Regions from separate parts of the Sus scrofa genome. Here regions 2, 3, 4, 5 and 6 are each linked to region 1. Evidence: chromatin contacts called from public HiChIP or PLAC-seq data. All regions are on one chromosome and are shown on one strand. Each heading gives the region's core, a stretch centred on a gene start, on an enhancer-like site or on the middle of the called end of the contact. The rest is flanking DNA. Distances are from core to core; before and after follow the strand shown. Region 1 overlaps LOC110261767 (a long non-coding RNA gene). Region 2 has its middle 29 kb from the start of SSR1. Region 3 overlaps RREB1 (ras-responsive element-binding protein 1). Region 4 overlaps RREB1 (ras-responsive element-binding protein 1). Region 5 holds the start of RREB1 (ras-responsive element-binding protein 1). Region 6 has its middle 32 kb from the start of RREB1.

Region 1 (3,855 bases), core at 830-3,329:
CTGTCCTCCCCCAGGACCCAGCCTGGCAGGCAAGCCCTGAGCTCACCCCCAGATTGCAGGGTGCCTGTGGTTCAGCCCATTGCTCTGGCTGACATTTCCTTATGGAGCAATTCCTTGGGTTTTTTTTTTTTTTTTTTGAGCACCACTCACAGATTTTGTTTCAATTCTGCCTACTGAAAGCCAGGCACGGGTCCTGAGCGGGCGGCGTAGCAAGGCTGACGGTACCAGGACCTCCGCGTCCCAGCCCTGCACACGTGGCCCTTGGGAGCAGCCTCTGGGCCTCCTCCCCCCTCCCCCGTCCACGCGTTGGTCCAAGTGAGAGGGACGGCAGAGCCTCTAAACTGGGCGCATGCTAATTATAGAAGCGAGCCTCACCATCGAGAATAGAACGCCTTTGGAACTGAATGGAAACTTCACGCTGCCGGGAGAGTTTCCAGTGTCCAACAGCGCTGGGCAAGGTATTCCGACAAGTTCCCCACTGACAGCAATGTTAAAGCTGGACGAGATGTCAAAGAACTCCGTGTCTTTCTGGTTTAATTTTGAATTATTGAGCAGGAAAGAATATTGGCTATTGATGTGGGAATCGGAAAGGGCGGAGGTTCCTTCCTCTCCCATCACCCCGGCTTCCGAAAGCAAGTTAAACCTTAACTATTCAGCCTGAAAAAAGGGGATTCCACCATGTGGATGGGCCTGGAGGACACGGCGCTCCGTGAAGTAAGCCAGACGCGTGGAGAGAGCAGTCCTGTGTGAGTTCACTTATGGGTAGAATCTAAAACAGTCAGATGCAGGGACTTCCGTGGTGGCTCAGTGGTAACAAACCCGACTAGTATCCGTAAGGACACGAGTTCGATCCCTGGCCTCGCTCAGTGAGTTAAGGAGCCAGCGTTGCCATGAGCTGTGGTGTAGGCTGCAGGCGATGCTCGGGTCCCTCGATGCTGTGGCTGTGGTGTAGACCGGCAGCCAAAGCTCTGATTTGACCCCTAGCCTGGGAATTTCTATATGCCCTAGATTTGGCCCTAAAAAAGGCACAAAAAAAAAAGGCAAAGAACGTTGCAAAGAGGATAGATCTAAAATGAAATCTTGGCGTGCCCATCGTGGCGCAGTGGTTAACGAATCGACTAGGAACCATGAGGTTGCGGGTTCGATCCCTGCCCTTGCTCAGTGGGTTAACGATCCGGCGTTGCATGAGCTGTGGTGTAGGTTGCAGACCTGGCTCGGATCCTGCGTTGCTGTGGCTCTGGCATAAGCTGGCAGCTACAGCTCCGATTCAACCCCTAGCCTGGGAATCTCCATATGCCGCAGGAGTGGCCCAAGAAATGGCAAAAAAATAAAATAAAAATAAAATGAAATGAAATCTTGCCACAAGCAGAGACACACACACACACACACACACACAATGGTGACTCCGGAGAGTTAAGGGCGTGTTAACTAGTGCACGGTGTGATCTTTTCACAGCGTATCCATACATCAAAATACCAAACTGTGGAGTTCCCGCTGCTGCACAATGGGATCAGCAGTGTCTGCACAGCACCAGGACGTAGCCTTGATCTCTGGCCTAGCCTGGCAGAGTGGTTAAAGGATCCGGCGTTGCCAAAGCTGACAGAGGTGGCAACTGTGGCTCAGATCTGATCTCTGGGCCTGGGAACTCCATACACCACAGGGTGGCCAAAAGAGGAAAAAAAAAAATCAGCTTGTACATTTTAGATAGATATAATTTTTCTACGTCAAAGATACCTCTTTGGTGTGCAGTGGCTTAAAGCAGAAACTCAGTTCCCAGACCAGGAATTGAATCCCAGCCACAGTGGTGAAAGTGCCAAATCCTAACCACTAGACCACCAGGGAACTCCCCAAAAATACTTCTTTAAAAAAAAAAAAATTTTAAATGGAAAGCAGCAAACGTGGTGTAGCAAGAATGCCAAGGGGATGCATGGAAGGGCAGCAGAAGAGGCAGGCCCCCCGCCACTGTGAGAAGGCCGGCAAAGGGGCCCAGCCGCCAGACCGAGGAGGCCTCCGGGCCGGCCCCACAGCCCCAGGACGGCCACTGGGTACCATATTTTCACGTTGACGGTGACTTTGCCCAGACAGAGGATGTTGTCACTTCCTGAAATCTTCAGGCATAGGAAATACAGCCATCAGACTGTGCTGAATACAACCGCCCGGAAAGGGCCGGAAGGAGTGAAAATCGGCCTTGAAAATAAGCCTTGATCCTCGTACATTATGTAACTCAGCAGAAACCTAGCATCGCTTCTGGCCGGAGGCTCTCCAAACATTTGGGGAATGCGGCCTTTTAAGAGCTGTTTGCTGAGGTGACCCTGGATGCCCATGGCCTGCTGGGACCCAGCCCTGACCGTGGCGGGGGAGGGAGCAGAGCTCAGCTAAACTCCTGTTCAGGGTCGGAAGCGTGTCTCTCAGGCCCACCGGCCTGACGCCTTGCTCGGGTGGGAAGCGTATTTCCAGAGCATGCTTCTGCCTTGGGAAACAGAGAGGAATAGCCTGCAAAGGGTAACACACGGACTTGCGTGGGGTCTGAGCTCCCCCGTGGGAATGAGCCATCTCCCTCTCTGCGTATCACAGGCCGGTTCACGACGGCTGACCGGGCCCGGCTTCAATGCTCTCCTAGCCCCACTGACCTATGAAACCAAAGCCAGATAAGATACCACTGCAGAGCACAGCGCGCTCAGAGGAGATGTCTTTCAAGCAATGCTTCCCAGATATTTTTGTGTGCAACTCAGTGCAAGGAACACGTCTTCCACCTCTACCCAGTAACACACGACCTGGGCACACGCAACTGAAACACACGGCCCGGGCACACGCAACTAAAACACCACGACCCGGGCGCACGCAACTGAAACAAACATTCATGAAATGATAGCTAACCTTACTCTGGGCCATAGGTACAATCTGGAATCTTCTGCTGTTTCATTTGTTAGAATACTGGACATAGCTTACTAGCAGGCCACAACTCGTGGTTTGAGAAACACTGGCTAGGGGCCTTCCAAACAGGGAGAGAGACTAAACACGCATTTTCACCTCTCCCTCCAGAGAGCCTTTTTTTTTCTTTTTTTTGGTCTTTTTAGGGCCGCACCTGAGGCATCTGGAAGTTCCCAGGCTAGGGGTCCAATCGGAGCTGCAGCCTCCAGCCTCTACCACAGCCACAGCAACACAGGATCCAAGCCACTTCTGGGACCTATACCACAGCTCACAGCAACGCCAGATATTTAACCCACTGAGTGAGACCAGGGATCGTACCCGCATCTTCATGGATACGAGTCGGGTTCATTACTGCTGAGCCACAGTGGGAACCCAGAGAGCCTATTAAAATGGTCATAAAGGAACAAAATGGCATAAACGCACAAGGACGAAGAGCAGAGCAGAGACATCAGCAGATAGGAGACTTCAACAAGCTCTTAGAAGACAGATCACCACGACTCCATCACAGTAAGTGACAGAAGAAGCCACAGCTGCTGGGTGGACAACCTCGGTTTCCCACCAGAAATGCTTGTCTTATTCTTCTCTGAAATAAGAATCAGATTTTCTTGAAAGACCTCAAGCTCAGAGTTGCCAGGGCGGTGCAGCAGAAACGAATGTAGGGTGTATCTGCTGCTTACATCTGATCCCTGACCTGGGAACTCCATATGCTGCGGGGGGGGGCAGCCAAGAAAGAAAATTAATAAAAATGAAATAAGATGATCAATTATTTTATTCCCTTATCTAGTGACTCATTTAGAGTCACTAGAGAAAGGGCCTCAACACCTCATTTTGGACCCAGGGTCTTGATGGAATGTCTGCCATGAAGGGATTAATTCTGGGAAATAGTCTACCGTTTTAAAAAGAGTTAGAGGGAGAGATTGTCGC
Region 2 (3,855 bases), core at 847-3,346, 440 kb after region 1:
AGCCGTCGGCTCAGGATGGGGGCTGGGGCAGGGCCGTGTGACAGGCAGGGACAGGGGAGAGCTGGGTTAGAACTGTTAGGGGACCTGTTAGGAGGTGAGATCTCGTCAGAAGGGAGTTTCCTGGGGAGGTGACACCGAGACGGGACCTCCTGAAGGGAAGCGGCTCAGGGACGTTGAGGTGGCTCTGGGGCATCAGGGTTTGGCTGTGGGGGCCTGAGCCCCCTGGGGTGGCCCGGGTGCCACGGCGGAGCCTGTGACCGCCCCGTCTCTTACTGGCTGGGTGACACTGCGCCTCGAATTCCTCAGCTGTAACTCGGTGACGTGAGCTGGTCCCTCAGGCAGGGCCGGTGCCCCGCGCACTGAGAAGGGACACGAGGGAAGCGCTCCGAGGAGCCCTGGCTCGCGGGAAGCGCTCGAGAGGGTCCCCCCCCCCCCGCCCCTGCCCCCCTTGGACTTGGCCTCGCAGGGGTCCAAGCGGCAGGCGGCCACGGCAAGGGCGAGGGCGGCAGCCCCCCTCGGGGGCGGCTTTGCAGGAGGGTGGCGGCGCTCCCTCCAACGCCGCTTCCGGGCAGCCCCCCAGGATGCTCCCCGCGGCCGCCGCCACCTCACGGCCGGGCCGTGGGCAGACGCCGACGGAGCCCCAAGTAGCTGCCGAAGCCGCGGCCTCTGGGGGAGGGACGCACGGCAGCCGCTTTCATCCTTTCTCTCGAGTGATCGTTTTGGACCCTTTCACTTCGCTATGAAATACAATATGCTCGGGTTCAAGCGGGCAGGCAACTCCCATCATCAGAATAAAAGCACTCTTTCCTTGGGGGACCATTTATGGGACTATTTTATCCAAAAAAAAATCCACGTATCCACGTAGGTGGGGGTGGTACTTTTACTTTTTTCTGAGCCCGGGTAGAAGAGGTTTCTCTAGGGCCGCACCCACAGCATATGGAGGCTCCCGGGCGAGGGGACCACGCGGAGCTGTCGCCGCGGCCACCGCCACCGCCACCGCCACGCGGGATCCGAGCCGCGCCTGCGACCTCCGCCGCGGCTCGTGGCACAGGACGGTTTTTGACAAAGGAAGGAGCGAGAGCTCTTCGCGTGCACAGAGGCCTGTTGGGCGGGAGGGAAGGCGGCCTTTTCTCTGGGATGGTCTGCTGAGCAGCGCTGGCCACAGACCACAAGACTGGGGTTCAAGCAGGAGGTGTCCACTAGCCGGGCTGTCCCAAGGCGAGCCCAGCCATCCGGCCAGTGGGTAGAAAGGGCTTCAGAGTCTTTCCAGCTCATTGTTAGATGAGGTTCGGTCACTTACCGAAGATAAACAACTGAAAGGGCCTCGCCTTTAGACAGACTTTGGCAGTGGGGGGGGGGGAGGCTGCCGACGGGTTTCAGTCGGCTGACAAGTGGACACAGCTTATGAGACGAGGCAAAGAACCTGCTTAGTCGTGCGGATGAGGCTACTCTGGGCCAGGCGCTTGAATCAGCTATTTTTCTTCTTCTCCTCACATGCAGTATCTTTAAAAATTCCACCAAACACTTGGCCTATATAGTGAGGGCTTTATAAACATTCATTGAATATTAATACCTCTAGTTACGACTGTCCACGGTTTAGAGAAGAAACAGGCTGAGGCCAACTATGTGGCCCGGGTGAGAGTACCCAGGCACTGAGTGGGCGAGTCTGGGGTCAGCGGATTTTGAATCACCAAGCGTGGTTCAGACAGGGGCTGCGACCCATCCTACTCGCTTAGGTGCCTGAGCGAAGTACCAGTTCATCCAAGGTAAACGTGTGTGTGTGTGGACGTGATGGAGGCAAAGCAGAGGGGCAGACGAGACGGCCCCAGAGGGCGCATTGAGTGTGGCCGGCCAGCTCTCCCAGTGACCAGCTCCTTCTACCGACATAGCAGTCCAACAACCTCATCAGACCATTCCTTGACGTCCCAGCAAAAAACAATCTGCTGTTGTTTGGCGGGGGGGGGGGGGGGGGAGCATGGGACGTACAGGCTGGTGGGCCGCACTGGCTGGAGGTGGTGGTTTGCTTTAGGAGAGAACAGCTCACAGTCCCAAGCCCCACCTCTGTGGCAATGCCCGGGGAACACACCATGACTGCTGTACCTCCTGTGAACAGCAGAGGGCAGCAAAACAACCCTGCAGACAGGTTTCAAGGGGGCCTGGGATTCTAATCGTTGTGCTTAAAATATTCCCCTGTCATTTGGAAAGTTCTTGCAGAGGAGGATTAAACACAGATGCAAGTCATGAGTTAGTCCCTTATAAGAAACTTATTCTTTTGGAGTTCCCATCGTGGCTTAGTGGTTAACGAACCTGACTAGCATCCATGAGGACATGGGTTCGATCCCTGGACTTGCTCAGTGGGTTAAGGATCCAGCATTGCTGTGAGCTGTGGTGTCACAGATGCAGCTTGGGTCCTGCATTGCTGTGGCTCTGCTGTAGGCCAGTGGCTACAGCTCCTGATTTGACCCCTAGCCTGGGAACCTCCATATGTCATGGGTGTGGCCCTAAAAAGACCAAAAAAAAAAAAAAAAAAATCCTTTTTAAGTCTTAATGACAGCTAGTCTCTCGACTATGTGCTGTTACTTGAAGGGGACTTGCACTTCTGCGAAGCTTTCTTTGCTCTGTCCTCGTGGTCTGGCAATGGTGGGGGGAAGCTTTTGTCTCCTCTGATGGCTTATTTAATCGTCTTGGTGCGATTTGCTAAGCTTGGATTATATGTTTAACAGAACAGTGTTTAAGGTTACAGCCCACTCGCAATTGGGGAACTGAGTTTTGAAGCCGGGCTGTGGGGTCCCCATTGTTTCACTTCCTCTTCTAGAACTCAGAGGAGGCGCCCCTGCCGCCCCACCCCCACCCTGGCAGCTCGTGGGCACCTGCTCACCAGCTCCCTTGGCTGTTTTGGTAAAGGCTTCCTGGTGATGCTGCAGCCCTGCTTCTCCCCAGAATCCTCACTGTGCGGCCATCCGCCTGGGAGGCCGGAAGGCCCGGCGGCGGCGTAGACGAGGCCTGGATGTGGGCCTGTGTGGACCCGGGCCCAGGGCCGCCTGCAGCTTCCGCATCATGAGGGAGGCAAGAGGTGCATGCGAGGCTCTGAGGGGACAGGCTGGTGTCCAGTCTCAGCCTGACCACTTAAGAGCTGGCCGACTCAATCCGTTACTTAACTTGTACAGCCTCCTCCTGTGCAAACTGGGGGTGTGGGTGTGCCTGCTGCACGGTAGGGTGTGGCTGTAACTCAATCACCTACCACACGTCAGGTGCCCTTTCAGGACTCAGTAATTGGGTAACTGAAAATTCTTATTGTCATGAAGCTTAAAAGGCAGAAAGGGTGGGGGGACCGGGGCACAAGGCTGGATGCCTGCACTGGGGGCGGGGTTTGCTGGTCTGGGCGGGGACAGTGTGCGGGGGTGCAGGTGAGGACCAGGTCGCCTGGGGGTGATGGCGGCGTCCCCACAGCCACGCCCGTGCAACTGGGGGCGGAGGGGGTCCAGCGGGCGTATGGGCACAGGGCTGGGAGGCACAGGCCCAGGTGGAATGCAGGCACTTTGTTCATAGGACAGAACCGACGAGAAGCAAAAGCTGGGGTTCCTTTCAGGGAAAATGCTCCCAAAGACTTTCTAGCGGCGACATTCAGTTTCTCCAAGTAGGTGAAGCGACCAAACGTCTAGGGTTTTAATGGGCTCACAAACACTGCGATGGTTACACGCATCTCAGGAGGCGCAAATCAATTTAACACTTGTATTTATTTCTTCCATTATCAAACATAAGCACATTACAGTTTGAAAGGAAACAAAAAGATCCACCACCTACAACAAAAACCGCTTTAGCATTTTGTGTCTGTCTTTCCAGACTCTGGACTAA
Region 3 (3,855 bases), core at 562-3,061, 390 kb after region 1:
AAGAATAGAACAGGGTAACAGGCCATCCGCGCTGGGCGGGAAGGAGTCCAGGTCAGCCCGACCACTGCAGAAAGGCTGAGGGCCCTTTCAGGATTTCCAGTAGCACCTTCTAAAAAGAAAAAGAAGTAGCAGAGTCAGTCATGCGTTGCCGACATACCAGTACATCCAGCATGGGGTGCCACTACAGAAGTCGTCAGTGCTGTGTTTACATTCTGGTTTTCATATGATATCTTCGCAATCCGGCGCACGGGGTGAAACTGCAGCCCACCTCGATGAAAACAGGCATCTTCCAAGCCCCCCCGCAGCCCCCTGCGCCAGGGCAGGCCCACCTGAGGCTGGGAGGGCTTTGTCGTGGGGGCTGGGCTGCGAGAGGAGGCATCTGGGTGGTCCAGTGGCTCTGTGGCTGCAGCTGGGGGTGGAATCTGGCAAAAGTTACCTAATCTTATGTGGCTTCTGGATGAAAGGAGATCAGGTAATAAATAATTTTTAAATTGTTTCAGTTAAATTATTTCAATAATTTAAAAATTATTTCAGTTAAACTGCATCTGGCAAATGAATGAACGCTTGTTGTGCGCCAGGCGCTTGACCAGACTTAAGAGAAAAGCAGTGACGGTGGAGACAGGGCCCCTTAAGGGCCGTCAGAAAACAGTGAGTGAGCCATTCTCGCGGAGTGAAGGGGGTCAGGCTGAGGCCAGGTGGGCCGGTGGCCTGCTGTCCAAGCTTGGCTGGCAGGCCGAAAGCTGCCCTTGGCATTTTACCCCCGATGCCGTGGCGCCCCCATGTGCTTGCCCGGCTCAGGGCCTCTGCCCCATCCGACGGGATCCTGGATGTTTGTGAGACAGACACCCCTAAATCTGCAGTGGGAGTTCGTGCCAGGGGAACCTGGTGGGCTCTGCAGGGGCAGCTCCCTGTGCCGCCAGGGTGGGGGAGAGGTGCCAGAACCTTCTTCCTCTGGAGTCTCCGGTGCTCCGAGGAGTGTTCGGCTCCCTTCACTGCACCCCGCTGCCTCTGCCCCGCCCCCGCCCGTCATCTGCAGGGGACCCTAACAGAGATTCCCATGGCGCTGGTCCCGTGCTTGTTAAATGTCAACCTAAAAATAGGGAGAGGGCATGACAAAATCCTCGTCAGCATCTCAAATTTAAGAGTCCCTGGGTCTCCAAGGCTCAGCCAGGTGGAGCAGATTGGAAACGATGCTGGGGGCTGAGCGAGGGGAGGGCATGTGCCCTTCCGTAGCCGGAAGCCGGAGGCACCTTGGGCAGGGTTGCCCCCTCCCTATCCTGCCCACGGCCCCTCCGAGACTCGGCTCCTGGGCTCCCGCCAGCCCACCCGCAGAGCAGCCCCTGGACCTGCCCCGCTTCACACCACGCCGCTTCGGTGGAACAGCCCGGGCAGGGCGTCAGGACGCGGTGTGCAGCCCGGCGGATTCCTGGGCGTGGGGAGGGCAGGCCGCTGCGGGCCAGGGCCCTGTCACAGGGCCATCACTGTTGCTCCTGGCAACTGGGAGAGATTAGTGCAGCTGCTGGATGTCAGTTCTCTGGCTGGGCCTGGAGGGAGGGCAGGGGTGGGCAGGGGGAGAGGAATGTCTGAACTGGGTGGGGCCCCGACCAGAGGTTGTTTGCACTCACCCCTCCTTGCCTCTGGAGACAGAACAGGGAAAACGAAGCATGAAATCCCTTTAAAAAAGGAATGTCAGTCCCTCGGTTAAAACGCTATAATGAGTAAGAAATTCAGTCTCCTGAGGAAGTAGTCAGGGTGCCTGCCGCCTTCTTAGCTTCTGAGGACAGGGCCAGAGTGCTACAAAGACGGCAGGCCTCGAGGATGTGACACGGGCGTGGCAGGAGCTGGGCTGCCCGCAGCACTGGTCCTCTGAAGGACAGCCCAGCGGTGGAGGGAGGGCAGCCAGCTCCAGCCTTGCCTGAGCCTGGCATCTCCGTGACCCTGGGCTCCGTCCCCCCACCTGGAAGATGGGCGTGGGGACGCGTGAGGATGAAGGGCATGCCCCAGTCCTCCGACTGTGACAAACACTCCGTGAACCTTTCCCTGATGCTGTTATTTGAACGTGGGTCTTGTTTAGTGTGTTCAGCCTTGCAACACTTAAGTTAGGGGTTCGTGTCCCTCGCTGGGAACCCCTTCCAGTGAAACGGAGAAGGAACTGGGTGCTCTTCCCGTGGCAGAACTTGGGAACGGGTCGGCCCTTAGTCCCTGTTATAAGGCGGCACTCCTACTTCCGCTTTCGTAAAGATGGGGTAACTGAATGGCTGTTTAGACGTGGGTTGACTCCTGCCTCCCAGAGGCTGGGATCCCGGCTGTGCGGAAACCCAGACCTCCCGAAGCCTGGCAGCACCTGACACCTTTACACGCTGGGACGGCAGGTCCTCTCCCTTAGCTTGTGGGGAAAGCTGAGATTCTGAAGAAGTGTTTCCTGAGATTTGGAACTTGCCACAGCAGTCTTTCAGAAGTGCGTTTAGCATAATGAAACAGAGCAGTTTTCTTTAACCCTTTCTCGGTGACAGGATCGTGTGCCTGGCCCTCAGCTTGACAGGAGGATGTGAAAATCAGGCGCCCCAGGGAGCAGGGGGTCTCTTTGGATTGCTCTTCAGCGTTTTACCTTGTTCTGGAGGGTCAGGACCCCCAGATGAGCCCAGGGGCACTGTAGCAACCTGGGGGGAGCTACGCCCAGAACTGTGGACCCTCAAGGTTTAAAATATTTTTTCTCTCAGATTTTTGGTGGCCTTGTTTTCTGTCTCTGTAGGTCACCCGCTGGCGACTCCGCCTCCACCTTTCTCTTGGCCTGACTCGCAGTCTGTGTGCGCGGTCACCACCCGTCGCAGGTCCTCGGCACGGTTATTGGGGAAACCGCTCCATTTGTGGTTACCCGTTCCTTGTTTCCTGGCCGGGGCCGGTTAAGTCACTGTCAGCCCTGCTGGGAGTTGCCCCGCGGACGGCTTCTTCCTCCGCCCTCGTCCCTGCAGAGTGCCCACGCCACGCCACAATCGCCACGCCACAATCGTGTGTTTATCACACCACGTTTCTACCCCAGCCCAGAGCCATGAGCTGTCCTCTAAAAATTAGTAACAAGGCCGGACGGAGTGTCCCTTACAGGCACGTGATGCAAAAGGACGGCTCTGCGGCGTCCATCCCCACGGGGCGGGCCCTGGTTCAGGGACTTGAAGAGCCTAACTTTTGGGGTTTTTTGAGAACTGGCCATGGATCTGGGCACAAACAAGAACATCATCCATTTGCATTAAAGTCCTTGGAGACCGAAAGGACCAACCCCCAGCCAACAAACGGAGTGGTTCCTGGACCTCCCGGAGCCGGCTGGGCCCAGCCCTGGCCTCACTCAGTGGGTTGAGGATCTGGCGTTGCCCTGGCTGTGGTGTGGGCCGGCAGCTGCAGCTCTGATTGACCCCCAGCCTGGGAACCTCCATGGCCCTAAAAAGAAAAAAAAAGTATATAAGCCAGTGAAATATTACTTTTTGTTTTGTTTTGTTTTAAGAAAGAATAGTCTCTGTGAAACTGAGTTGGGCAGACTTGTGTATAATCCTGATTGGTTTGGTTTGTTTTTTTAGTGGCTGTGAAATTCAGGGGGAGCAAGACCCCTGTGAACAGTCGAGAGAAATAACCATAAGGACGTAGGATGCTGTTGTAGTTTGGTTTGCAAAAAACCTAAGTTCTTGCTCTACCGTAATGAATCTAAAAACTGGAAATCAAAGGTGTTGCCTCATGAGAGTGACCGGTCCAGTGACAGCACGGATCTTCACTTAGTGGAGTCAGACTCGGGCGTAAGTCCTTGGCCCTCCGAGAAGAGATGGGCAGCGGGTCCTTGTTACTCTCGGTCGTGAGGTTCTGTAACGT
Region 4 (3,855 bases), core at 738-3,237, 350 kb after region 1:
ATGCCAGGAAAATAGAAGTCCCGGCCTTGAATGCAGAGCGGCAGGGTCCTCTAGGCGCCCTCTGGGCATCCTGTCCCATCAGCCGCACCCAGCACCCCCTGCGCCCCCCCCTTCCCCGACCGGTTAAGAGGCAGAGTTGGCGGCTTTTCCTGGTCGAGGATGTTCACAGGAAGGCTTGTGGTGAGGCAGGTGGAGGACACCCAGGCATCGCAGTGGGGCTGACTTAGGCCTGGGAAGGACGGCAGAGACCATGGCCTGTCCTCACTGAGCACACCCAGGGTCCCGTGTGTCCTGGGCCAGTTGTTTATCAGGCGAGGAAGCACGCGGTGTGCTGCCTGCGCTCCAGTGGTTAAGGGATGTGATTAAATGCTACTGAATTATTTTCATAATAGCAGTGTGAACTCAGAATTTAATTGAGCTACTGTAACTCACTTCTGGGGTTTCTGGACTTTGATGACGAGAACTCTTAGGTTTGCCACAGACAGAAAGCAAATACATCCGAGAGCCGGGAAAGCGAGTCCTCCTTGGAAGCGGCCAGCCTCTCCCACGCGGAGCACCGGGAGGGCTGGGACACTGCCCTCGGAGGCTTTGAAAGCTGGAGCCGAAATGGATGCTGGCTGGGTGTTGCTCGGCACGGTTCCAAGGTTTCGGAGGCCGGTCGTATTTTAAAGAAGTCAAACAGCCCCTCTAGGCGAGCTGCAGGAAATCCAGCCCCTGGCTGCGCCTTGTGGCGCGGTCAGGGCAGCGGGAGATAAAAGGCCGGACTGTTGGAGGCGAGGCCCCTCCTGTCACTGGATGGCAAACTGTTAAGGGAAGATAAAGGGGGAGCAGGGATGTTCTGTCTGAACGGCACGAGGGGCCTTTATCACAGGCGGCCAAGGCGAGGGAAGGGGTGCCGGAGAGACCCTCAGCTTGGCCCTGAGCTTGGAGAGGACGCCACCTGAGCAGCCGGCGGGCCTGGCCTTTCCAAATCTCTGTGCTCCCAGGTCCCCGCCCTGATTTCTCCCTGGCGTGTCCCCTTCTGGAGACGGCGGGGGTCTGAGTTCTCACCGAGGGGGGGGCCCCGCCCACCTGGGGGTTGATCTCCTCCTGGCCTTCCTGTGCCTGTTTCTCATGGTGGGGCTCGCAGGCCAGAATCGTGGGGAAGAGCCTGGGAGGACAGACAGGGTGTGTGTTTCAGACCTGCTGGGCTGGGGGCTCGGCCCTCGGGTCCCTTCACTTAGCCAGCCCGAGAGCGCAGTTGTCCTGAGCCAGGGTCCGGGCGCCGCAGACATCCCCCCGCCCGCCCATCCGCCGCTTTCCTGGCCGGGGCCTCTGCCGGTCAGCTCCTGAGGCTGGGAGGGGTCGGCCGCCCAGGCCCCCTCCTGCCCCGCAGCGGCTTTGAGGTTTTGCTCAGTTTCCTTGAAGAGAAGCCCTTAGCTTGCTGGTGTTTTTGGTTGATTGGCTTGGGATAAACACGTATCAGCCGCTTCTGTCTCAGGGTCTTTGTTTTTCTTAGAAGCACAAGGGAGAGACATGGTGGCCCGTTTCGAGGCACCGGGACAGGGCTCGGAGCTCCTGATCGCGGGGCACAGCCGCCGCCGCCGAGTCACGCTCAGCTGACCGGCAGTGGTGGCCGCCGAGCGCCCCGGCCCCGCCGACTGACGACTGCCTTTGCCCGACCGGCCCGTCTCCTCACCCCGCGCGCAGGGAGAAGCTTTGCCAACAGCCCTCTTAGCCTCCACAGAGTAATTTTGGTTTTATAAGGAGTGTTGTGCTGAACCCACCCTGAATTCTTAGAATGTGCAGCCCAGATCTCAGGTGAGGCACCTGCCCCCCCCCCCCCCCCCGGGGTGGGAGGTGGGGGGGCGTCGCCTGCATCCAGCTCCTCCTCAGGGCAAAAGTAGAGAAGCCTGTTTCTTCCGCGTGACCCTCTCCCGAGCCTGAGCCGGTCTGCGAGGCCGCCCCGGGACCTCAGGGCCTGTGAAAGAGGAGCAGGATATTGCCTCAAACTCCCTGCAAACTGCTCCTGAACTTTCCCCCAGCTTCCTCCCCTGAGCTGCGAATGTGACCGCAGGCCCCGAGGCCCCGTCAGCAGAGTGTGCAGAGCAGCCCAGTGGCTGCTGTCCGGTTGGCCTGAGCGGCAGGGGCAGGGGGCTGGGGGCCAGCTTCTAGGGCTGGGGGACGAGGTGCCGGCGCAGGTGGGGCGGGCCGAGCATCCGTGGGGGGCCAGCAGCGCAGACTTCCTTGATGAAGCACAGGGGAAGCTCACCAGGATTTGTTTCAGCGACGTTCTGAAGCCGGAGGCGTTTTATTTCCTGCCGGCCTTACAGCCCTGCGAGCTGGCAGCAGCTGTTTCACTCCTGATTGTCGATGGGATTGCATTTGTGATAAGCTAAATTATATTTATATTTCATTGTTACACTTAGGGGCTGGAGCAAAAATTTTTTTTGAGATCTGCAAACGGGGCCCTGCCCTCCAGGCATTGGCGATCCTGCAGGGGAGGCTGTGGGCAGCTGTGGGGGAGCCAGCCCAGGGGCCTGCTGAGCTGGAATGCTGGGGGCGAGCGGTGTCACATCCGTAGCTCATGTACTGTGGGTGCCGTGCTGTTTGTAAAGGGTGTTCACGCGTACCCCCTTGACTGATTGCTCATTTTCCAGATGAGAGAACCGAGGCTCGTAGACCTAAAGCTGGGGGCGAGCTGGGTTTCCAGGCCAAGGTGGAAGACGCCTCGCCCCATGCTCTTGAAGCTCTGCTGTAGGTTCCTCCTCCCAGCGCATCCCTGAGTCGCCCAGTAGGATGACAGAGGGACGGTCCTTTCAGGTACTTCTAACCTGGACGTCGGAAGGACCTTGTCCTGTGGTCTCACCCACTGCCGGGCTGTGTGGTGTAATCCAGCCTCTTGACTGTTTCCAGACGCAGCAAGGTCATCACCCACAAGGCATCATTCCGTCAGAGGGCAGCTCTAGTTGCTCAGAGCTCCGGGATATGGAATCTTGGGGCTCCAGACCCGCTTCCTTCTGCTTCCCCCCAAACCTCTCTCCTTATTCCACGCGCCCGGCCTTCAACCGTTTCTCGTCTCCCCCACTGGGTTTCCTAACCCTCTCATTGCTCAGCGCCCTTTTCCGAACACCTCTTCCGGGGTGCTCCTTGCGGCACGGGGCGTACACGCATCAGACAACCTGGGCTAGGGTCCTGGCTGAGCGCCTGAGGAGCCGCGTCACAGCCAGCAGATCCCCAGTCGTTGCCCTCTCTGATGCGAGGAGGGCTTACATACAAGTCAAGTGCCTAACGCCTCTCCTGGTCCAGAGTTTATGCCCCAGATGGCTGACCCCCTGCCCAGTTATGAGAGAAAGGACACTCCGAAAGACCTGCGTTAGACAAACCCTAGACGGCTGACACTTGGACTGAAATCCTGCTTTCTGGTAGCAGTAGCCTCCTTTGCTGGTTCTAAATTCCTCAGCCAAGGTATGGTGTGGGGGCCGCTCCCACCCTTCCTGATAAGCCCCAGAGCAGATCTGAGGGTGGGGTGGGGAGGGGTGGGGGCTTCCACACCTTATCCCCTGCAGGGAAGACCCTGCCCTACCCTGGGGGTAGGTGAGGGTGCCCTGGGTCTGTGCACAGCCCCGGGGCCACCCCTTGCCGGCCCACTCCCTTTCTCACCAGCTTCCTTGCAGGGGAGAGAACCCTACTGGTTTCTGCCAAGTTGGGCAAGAAGGTGATGAAATACCAGGTCCTGGTGGCCAGGAAAAAAGACTGGCTCACCTGGGGAGAGGGACAGGGCCGCGCTCGAGGGCTGCCAGGGAACAAATGGCTGCCATGTGGCAGCTGCCAAGTGGCTCCAAGTCTGGCAGCAGTGAGATGAGATTCCTTCAG
Region 5 (3,855 bases), core at 367-2,866, 290 kb after region 1:
GATTATCTCAAGTCAGGAGGTAAGGGTCCAAACTGCTTTTGCGTGGTTCTAGAGAGTTCTTTCTTGGCCAGAACCCATCCATTCAGACCATTCCTAGGTAGACACTTCTGTCTGCAGCCCTGAAAACCAGAGTTCCACTGAGTGCTGCAAATTAAAGGCCCGTGATTGGGCTTACAATTGTGTATGGTGTGCAAGTGCATTCAGAGGAGCTGGCGTGGAACAGGGTCAAAGGTCACAGTAAATAGATAGTAGCCAGCTCTCTGTATGTATAACACCGTCCTGTTTAACAAGTCTCAAACGCCTCTTGCCGCAGCAGTCTTCTCCGCCAGAGCTGAGAGTCATCTTTAGAATTTGGGGAGTGTGTGGCGTTTGTTTTGCACAACCACAGTCACCCTTATCTGTCAGAAGATGTTCCAAAGGCTGACAACAGGCCCCTTTCAGAAGCTCGGTAGGAAAAGTATTAACAGTTGGAAACATGTCAGCTGCTTTATGGAGGAAGCACAGCCCAGGCCTGGTGTCTCTGCGCTCGGTGATAACTTGGGCCGCCCCGGCCAGGGCTCAGCGTGGTGGCTGGAGCCGCGGAGATGGAGAGCAGCTCGGAGGAGGGCCCCTGCTTTTCAGAGTTGAAACAGGAGCCCTCTGAGAGAAAGAGATATTGCATGTGGCTTCCCTGATGCCCCGGAGGGCGACGTGGATGACACAGCATCAGCCCTGCCATTGTGGGGTGGGGACACAGTGGCGGCCCCTTGGGGGCAACGTAGCCTCCGCTTAAGCATCACTTGTGGAGTGTGGGGACGGGAAGGTGACAAAAGCCGAGCGAGTACTGAATTTGCTGTACTGAGAACACGCTTCCCCGGGCAGCAGCCCCAGAGCTAGAAGGACCGGGCCCCGGGAGAGAAACGGCCCGAAGTTGGGGGCGGGGTGAAGCGCCAGTTCCTTAATCTGCTGCCCCATCAATCTACTCGTCCCACCTGGATGCAGGGCCAGGACCGCGTGGAGCGGGAACCGCGCGGGTGGGGATCACCGACCCATCGGCTTCCGAGAGGAAGAGGGGCGGCGCCCGGCCAGGACCCCCCCACCCCCAATGCACCCCCTCCCGGCCTCCGAGGCGCCCCTTCCGCGCCTCCCAGGCACCACTGCCTTTCCCCCTCCTTGGTTAAAATAGTGAAACAGCCACGAAGTAAAGTGATGGAAAGCCGGGGGGCGGAGAGTCGCCCGCAGTGAGGGCCTAGAGGGGAGGGGGGCGCGGTGGTCCAAGACCGTAGCAGGCGGGCGGTCGCTGGGCGGGTCGGGATCCCGCTCAGCTGTGGCCGCCGAGACCTCCCCCCCACCCCCCGGCGGCTCGGCCCTCCCTGGCCCGGGGCGCCTGCGGAGGGCGTGGGGCAAACCTGGGGCTGCGGTGGGGGTGGGGTGGGGGACTGCACCTCCATCCATCCCGGGATGGAAACGGCGGTCATCCGGCTAAAATCGGGGCGGGGGCTGCGGTGGGGACCGGCGGGTACCGCGGTCCCCCCCCACCCCCAGGCCGAACGCCGCCGCCGCGGCCGCCGCCGCTCTGTAACACGTCCCCAGGAGACTCGCAGGAGCAACACGTGATGTGTCTACTTATCAGGGTGAGAGGGGGAGAGCGAGTCTCCGAGCGTGCGGGCGAGGAAGCGGGGCGGGGGGCCGAGGCGGGGGCCGGGACGACGACTGGGGCGCCGGGGTCGCCAGCTCGTCGCCCACCTCCCTCCCTGTGGGAGAAGAGGAGGAGGGGAAGTGACTGCGGAGTTGATGAACTTTGCACATCCAGAAACGCCATTTTGATTCCTTTTCCGGAACAAGTTTGCATCTCTCCTCGTTCTCTCCCCGAAGCCCACCGGTCCCTACTGCATCATGCCTGGGAGCCAAGCGCCCTGCCCCGCCGTGAGTACGCGCCCCGGGTTCGGGCTCGCGGTCCTTGGGTGGCAGCGAGATGTCTGGGGCTGAGCGGGAGCGACCTTTTAAAGAACTTTTGGGGATGGGGAGGGTGAAGTCTGCAGTGCGCGTTGTACTTTTTAAACTCAGCGTTTCCCGGAGCCGTGGACCCGAGCGCCCCACGCCGCGCTACGTGCGCTCGGGACAGTGGGGCCGGCCCGGGATGAGCTGGGCAGCCCTCTCCCCTCGGGCTGCGCGCCGGGCCGCTCCTCCTCCTCCTCCTCCCCCTCCTCCTCCTCCTCCTCCCCTTCCTCCGCTCCTTTTCCCCTTCCCGAGCTGCCGGCTCTGCCAACCAGCTCCCAGAGCGAGCAGCCTGGGCTGCCGCTGCGCCGCGCCGCCAGGATCTGATGCGCATCCATATTAGCCGTCCGAGCGCAGGAATCCGGCCCGACCCGCGCCGCCGCGCCCGCCGAGCAATTTATTTTTAACCAGCACCGCCGGGACTCGGATGGTGCGCGCACCGCGGGCCAGAAACATCTTCCCAGCGCTGCTCTCCATCTTCCGCCCTCTCTCCCCCGACATCCTCCCCCCCATGTGGGAGGGGAAACTTTTCTCCTACATACTTTCGAGTCCCTCTCGGGCCGAGGAGCACGGAGATGACGGCGCCCGCCCGCCGCCGCAAGGTATCCGGGGGTGCCCGCTCGGGGTGCCCGCCTGGGGTGCTGGCTCGGGGGTGCTCGCAGGGGCCGCGCGGTGGGAGCATCCGCCGCGCCCTGCTCTGCGGACTTTGATCCTCCCCGGCGGACGGCGCCGGCCCGGAGGGGGGCCGCGGGCAGCCCTGCGCCCTGGCCGTTCCCAGCTCGTGGCTGGTGGTCACGCCGACCACCGCCCCCGGGTGACCGGGCGAGGAGGGGCCGGGGCGGGGGCCGCGTCCGCGCGTATTGTTTCCTTGCCCTTCCGTTGACGGTGTACGTGTTTTCGTGGGAGCTATCGGTGTGGAGCGGAGCCTGCATCGCGGGAGGGGGGGGGGGACCTCGGCGCCCGGCGCCGTCACGAGCACAGGAAGGAGGCCGGGAGCATCCGAGGCGGGGCCGGCCGCCGGGGCCCGCTTCGCCGCCCAGCTGTGGAGCGCGCTCGGAAACTTTTGTCCGCCGCCCGCTGGACCAATTTTTCGCAAGTTGTGGGGCTTCCCTGCCTCCTCCCATCCCGGCCGGCAGCGCCGAGCAGGGGCGGGGGGCGGCAGTGTCGAGGGCTGGGGACCCCGTGCGCCCCCCCCAACCCCGGTCTCGGCCCGGCCCCCCGCGCCCCCTCCTTGCTCGCGGTCTCTTAGGAAACTGCGACCTTAATGGTTGCTAAGGAGCAGGGGAGGTCCTTCCCGTCGCCGGCCCCCTCCCTGGAAGCGGCGTGTTTTCTGGACGGGACCGAGGGTCGCGTCCAGGATGTGGGGACTCGCTCCCCGCCGCCCGCGGGGCCCGGGAGGCGCGTGAGTGCGGGGCGCGGCGGCCGAGCCCTCTTCTCGGCGGGGCCACTTCTTTTTCCGGCGGGGTCGGGTGGGGGGGGCGAGGAGGGGCGCGGGGACCGGCCGGAGGACGGGCGGGTTGACAGGCGCCGCGTGCAGCTCGCGTCCAGCGTCCGCGGTGCATCCGTGATGGGTTATAAAAGAGGAGGAAAGTATTTCTCCTTGCTCAGCAGATTTTGCCCTCCCTCGCTCCTTACTGGTTAGAAGATAGAACGTGAGCCCAGATCCGGACGAGCAGTTCACATTCCATTACGAAATTCTACACGGCTTCAGAGCCAGCAGCAGCACACATTCGGGGCACTTTGGCGTGTTTTCGGCTTCTTTCGGGGGGTTAATGGTGGCGGAGAGAGACAGAAGGGTGAATAAAAAAATATACTTTCGGGGTATGCTGAGAAACCTGTCCCAGGGTTTTCATCAGCAGAAAAATTCCCCTTCCTTCT
Region 6 (3,855 bases), core at 682-3,181, 260 kb after region 1:
AACTCTTAATTTTAACTTTATTAGTTTTATCAGTCCTTTCCTTTATGGTCAATACTTTCTTGTTTAAGAAATTCTTCCCAGAGTTCCCGTTGTGGCACAGCAGAAAAGAATCTGCCTAGGAACCATGAGGTTGTGGGTTTGATCCCCGGCCTTGCCCAGTGGGTTAAGGATCCAGTGTTGCCGTGAGCTGTGGTGTAGGTCGCAGACGCGGCTCGGATCCTGTGTTGCTGTGGCTGTGGTGTAGGCTGGCGGCTGTCACTTACGTTGGACCCCTAGCCTGGGAACCTCCGTATGCCGCAGGTGTGGCCCTAAAAAGCAAAAAAAAAAAAAAAAAAAAAAAGAAAGAAAGAAAGAAAAAGAAGTTCTTCCCTATCCTAGGTTCATGAAGCTTTTCTGCTGTCTTTAGAGTTTTGCCTTTTTCACATGTGACTTTACCCTATTCTGTTCATCTGGATCTGGGTTTTGTGACTGTTGTAAAGTAGGGGCCTGTTTTCACTTTTTATCTCAGGGATGTTGGGCTGTCCAGGCACAGTTTGCTTATTTAGTATTTCTCCATCCATCCATCCATCCGTATAAGCCGGAATACTTAGTGCTCGCGCATTGTCAGTCACGTGGCCTTTCGTGCTCCGTCTGTTTCTGTGCTATTTCCCTGGTCTCTTTGTCCATCCCTTAATTATCACCGCCTCACAGGGAATCCTGATGCCTGGGAGGGCTTGTGCTTGCATTAAGTGCACCTTGGTGATCTTGGCTTTTTGCCCTTCTGTATAAATTGTGGAAACAGAAAAAAATTCCCTAACAGAACCTGTTGGAGTTATTAGGAGGGCTGCACTGAATCTGTAGACCTGCAGTGTTTAGGACGGCGATTCCACTGCATTGAAAGGCCGTGTGTAGTCTTTAAAGAATGGGACCCCAAAAATACCAAAAAAGAGAAGTTCAAAAAAAAAACAAAAAAAACCAAGAATGATGCCCGGCTTCCTGGGTTCAGATCCCAACCCGGTTCTTCTCTGGCCACATGACCTGCAGGACCTCGGGGAGCCTCAGTTTCCTTATTTGTAAAATAGAGGTCTTAGTAGAATCCTTACAGGATAATTAAGAGGATTAAAGGATTACATGTGTTACCTGGGCTGTGTGGAAGGACCCAGAATACTGCAGGCACATAATATGTGCATATTATGCAGGTACGTGAACACTGATTTCTCCATGTTTATTTATATCATGTTCAATGTCCAAAAAAAGTTTTAACCATATATAATATATATAAAATACATTGCCGAATTCCCGCTGTGGCTCAGCGGAAACAAACCTAGTATCCAGGAGGACGTGGGTTCGATCCCTGGCCTCACTCAGTGGGTTAAGGATCCGGCATTGCCGTGAACTATGGTGTAGGTCGGTGTAGGTCTCAGACACGGCTCAGATCCCAGGTTGCGGTTGGTCGTGGCCTGCGTCCTGCACGCGAACCTGCACCTGCGTCCTCATGGATGCTCGTCAGATTTGTTTCCCCTGAGCCACAACGGGGCCTCCTATTTCTTTTAAACTTATGAAATCATTCTGGTTCCACGCTTGCGCGCAGACCGCCCAACAGGCACTGAGGCCCTTTTGTGTCTTGTTTCCAATGTTCTTCCTTTCCCTAAATTCTGTCCTAAAGATGCCCCACCCTTTGAGATGGACTCCAGCTTCGCACCTCGACCTGCCCCCAGTGCAAGTAACATGTCCTAGAGGAAAACCCACGTCATTTCTTTGTCTGTGTCACGTTCCTGAGGAGGTGTAATTTTTTTAAAAAGAAAGGGGGAGAAAAAGGAAAGAAAAAATATGCATACACACATACATACGTACACACACACACACACACACACACACAGAGGTTCCCCTCCACTCCTCTGCCTCTGGTTTCAGTTCCAAGCCTTCTGGTCACGTGGCAGTTCCGCCCCCGGTGGGAGTGAAGCCTCAGGCTCTGTTCGATTTCACTTTGTATCGCAGGAGGCAGAAACTCAAAGTGAAACCAACGAGAAAACCAATGTGTTCTTAATGGTTTTACCCAAACCATAAAGCCGCCTCTTGGAGGGAGAGGGAAATCACCAGCCGTCTAATCCGGTTTCTCGCGTGTGTCCCAGGCGAGGTTGCCCCTCCGGTGACCATCCTCGGGGGGTTCGTTGAAAATGCAGATTCCTGGGCCTGACCCGCACCCCGGAGTAAGACGAGCCAGGAGGAGGAAGCAGGGATTTGCATGTTTTAAAAGCTGTCCTGGGGGGTGTTCCCATCGTGGCTCAGCAGTTAACGAACCCAACTAGCATCCATGAGGACGCGGGTTCCATCCCTGGCCTCGCTCAGTGGGTTAAGGATCCGGCGTTGCCATGAGCCGTGGTGTAGGTCACAGACACGGCTCGGATCCCACGTTGCTGTGGCTGTGGTGTAGACCGGTAGCTAGAGCTCTGACGGGACCCCTAGCCTGGGAACCTCCATGTGCCACAGATACGGCCCTAAAAGACAAAAAGACCAAAAAAAAAAAAGATTTCCTGGTGGGAGTGACAGGCAGAAGGGAGCGGTCTATGCTGCTGCTCAGATTTTCACTGACCCCACACCGCTTTATGGACGGTTTCGGAGTGCTTTCACACTGGATAGCTGACGCCTCTTGGGGGCTGAGTGTCGGGCACCTCACGTGTGAACCTGTGAGTGGACTTCCGTTATTAGCCCCATCGTACCGATGTTGAAACTGAGGCACAGAGAGGGTCAAAAGCTTGATTCAAACACCTGATGCAGATCTGTCCCCGTCCTTGTGGAGCCTCAAAGCAAAAATCCTGCCCTTTACTAATGACAAAATAAGCTGCTCTCTGGCAGAAATGGGCCCCAGAGGTCTCTGAGGATCAGGATTGTTGCCTGGGTATCGTGTCCTGGGCCTCACACATTCGTTCCTTTGGCAAGTCCTTACTGGGCATGTAGTGCCCACGTGGCTCGGCGTCGGGGGGATTCCACAAAAGGAAGACGTAGTCGGGACAGGATAGCACATCCGTCGGGCATGTGACGTCTGACAGATGAGAGGACGGTGGGATGGAGGAGCCACTGTCCCCTGAGCTCTTCCCTGACTCAGGCTCGGGGCTCAGTGTTTACAGGTGTTTTTCATCCATTCGTTGGTGAGCCACCTTTAGTAGCTTCTGTGGATTGTCGACAGAGCAGGCTTAGAGGCATAAACTCGCCCTGGTCATACAGCTTCTACCTCTTGGTTGTGACCGCAAGGTAATGCCTCGCTCTGTCCAGAAGCCAGCTTTGAGCTGCTGGATTTTCTGCTTTTGACAATCCAATCAAACAGGATTTTCTGTTTTCTAGGGACTAGAATTACCATCCATCCATCTGACAGGGACCCCACAGACCAGTCACTAAGATCAGCCTGGGGTTTAAAGAGCTCTTCTCCGTGGCTTAGAGTGTCATATTCTTCATTTGCTCGATCTTCCTACCTTGTCCCCAGGTCCTGCTGTCCTGGGCCAGGTGAGAATCCTTCAGAGCTAATATTAGAATGGCCAGGTTCACGGATCATGACACGATGGACAGATGTCTAGGGATGGGAGGAGGTCCAGAACTGGTTGTTTTTTTTTTTTTTCCTAGGGCCGCTCCCAACGGCATATGGAGGTTCCCAGGCTAGGGGTCTAATCAGAGCTGTAGCCTCTGGCCTACACCACAGCCACAGCAACATGGGATCTGAGCCTCGTCTGTGACCTACACCACAGCTCAAAGCAACGCCGGATCCTTAACCCACTGAGTGAAGCCAGGGATCGAACCTGCAACCTCATGGTTCTTAGTCGGATTCATTAACCACTGAGCCACGACAGGAACTCCCCAGAAGTGGTTTGTGAAGGAACATCA

The links. HiChIP or PLAC-seq counts read pairs in DNA pulled down with a chosen protein or histone mark.
Region 2: an H3K27ac HiChIP or PLAC-seq map of alveolar macrophages shows a contact between it and region 1. The contact joins two enhancer-like sites. A contact is called at or near these places in 2 of 2 datasets of contacts at active chromatin or transcription factors (alveolar macrophages and skeletal muscle).
Region 3: an H3K27ac HiChIP or PLAC-seq map of alveolar macrophages shows a contact between it and region 1. The contact joins two enhancer-like sites. A contact is called at or near these places in 1 of 47 Hi-C or Micro-C datasets (heart right ventricle) and 2 of 2 datasets of contacts at active chromatin or transcription factors (alveolar macrophages and skeletal muscle).
Region 4: a contact with region 1 is called in an H3K27ac HiChIP or PLAC-seq map of alveolar macrophages. The contact joins two enhancer-like sites. A contact is called at or near these places in 1 of 47 Hi-C or Micro-C datasets (liver) and 2 of 2 datasets of contacts at active chromatin or transcription factors (alveolar macrophages and skeletal muscle).
Region 5: a contact with region 1 is called in an H3K27ac HiChIP or PLAC-seq map of alveolar macrophages. The contact joins the promoter of RREB1 here to the enhancer-like site in region 1. A contact is called at or near these places in 3 of 5 promoter capture datasets (fetal liver, fetal skeletal muscle and liver), 7 of 47 Hi-C or Micro-C datasets (embryonic fibroblasts, epiblast stem cells, heart right ventricle and 2 more) and 2 of 2 datasets of contacts at active chromatin or transcription factors (alveolar macrophages and skeletal muscle).
Region 6: a contact with region 1 is called in an H3K27ac HiChIP or PLAC-seq map of alveolar macrophages. The contact joins two enhancer-like sites. A contact is called at or near these places in 2 of 2 datasets of contacts at active chromatin or transcription factors (alveolar macrophages and skeletal muscle).

What each region holds. Positions count from the first base shown.
Region 1 is chr7:4,217,037-4,220,891 of Sscrofa11.1, forward strand. LOC110261767 (a long non-coding RNA gene) reads left to right here. Exons shown (of 3, transcript XR_002346276.1): 1 at 1-746. Among named protein-coding and RNA genes, the nearest start is that of LY86, 110 kb to the left of the region's middle. Within about 2 kb of position 2,080, at least 14 of the 83 cell types and tissues checked have an H3K27ac peak or open chromatin away from gene starts, as enhancers often do. A contact at or near this core is called in alveolar macrophages, fetal liver and liver, where this site is marked.
Region 2 is chr7:4,654,950-4,658,804 of Sscrofa11.1, forward strand. No RefSeq gene overlaps it. Among named protein-coding and RNA genes, the nearest start is that of SSR1, 29 kb to the right of the region's middle. Within about 2 kb of position 2,097, at least 10 of the 83 cell types and tissues checked have an H3K27ac peak or open chromatin away from gene starts, as enhancers often do. A contact at or near this core is called in alveolar macrophages, where this site is marked.
Region 3 is chr7:4,611,535-4,615,389 of Sscrofa11.1, forward strand. All of the region lies in intron 8 of RREB1 (ras-responsive element-binding protein 1), which reads left to right. Among named protein-coding and RNA genes, the nearest start is that of SSR1, 72 kb to the right of the region's middle. Within about 2 kb of position 1,812, at least 31 of the 83 cell types and tissues checked have an H3K27ac peak or open chromatin away from gene starts, as enhancers often do. A contact at or near this core is called in alveolar macrophages, where this site is marked.
Region 4 is chr7:4,563,599-4,567,453 of Sscrofa11.1, forward strand. The region is part of intron 1 of RREB1 (ras-responsive element-binding protein 1); the gene reads left to right. Among named protein-coding and RNA genes, the nearest start is that of RREB1, 53 kb to the left of the region's middle. Within about 2 kb of position 1,988, at least 32 of the 83 cell types and tissues checked have an H3K27ac peak or open chromatin away from gene starts, as enhancers often do. A contact at or near this core is called in alveolar macrophages, where this site is marked.
Region 5 is chr7:4,510,670-4,514,524 of Sscrofa11.1, forward strand. It overlaps RREB1 (ras-responsive element-binding protein 1), which reads left to right and starts at 1,617. Exons shown (of 16, transcript XM_005665552.3): 1 at 1,617-1,905.
Region 6 is chr7:4,478,105-4,481,959 of Sscrofa11.1, forward strand. No RefSeq gene overlaps it. Among named protein-coding and RNA genes, the nearest start is that of RREB1, 32 kb to the right of the region's middle. Within about 2 kb of position 1,932, at least 27 of the 83 cell types and tissues checked have an H3K27ac peak or open chromatin away from gene starts, as enhancers often do. A contact at or near this core is called in alveolar macrophages, where this site is marked.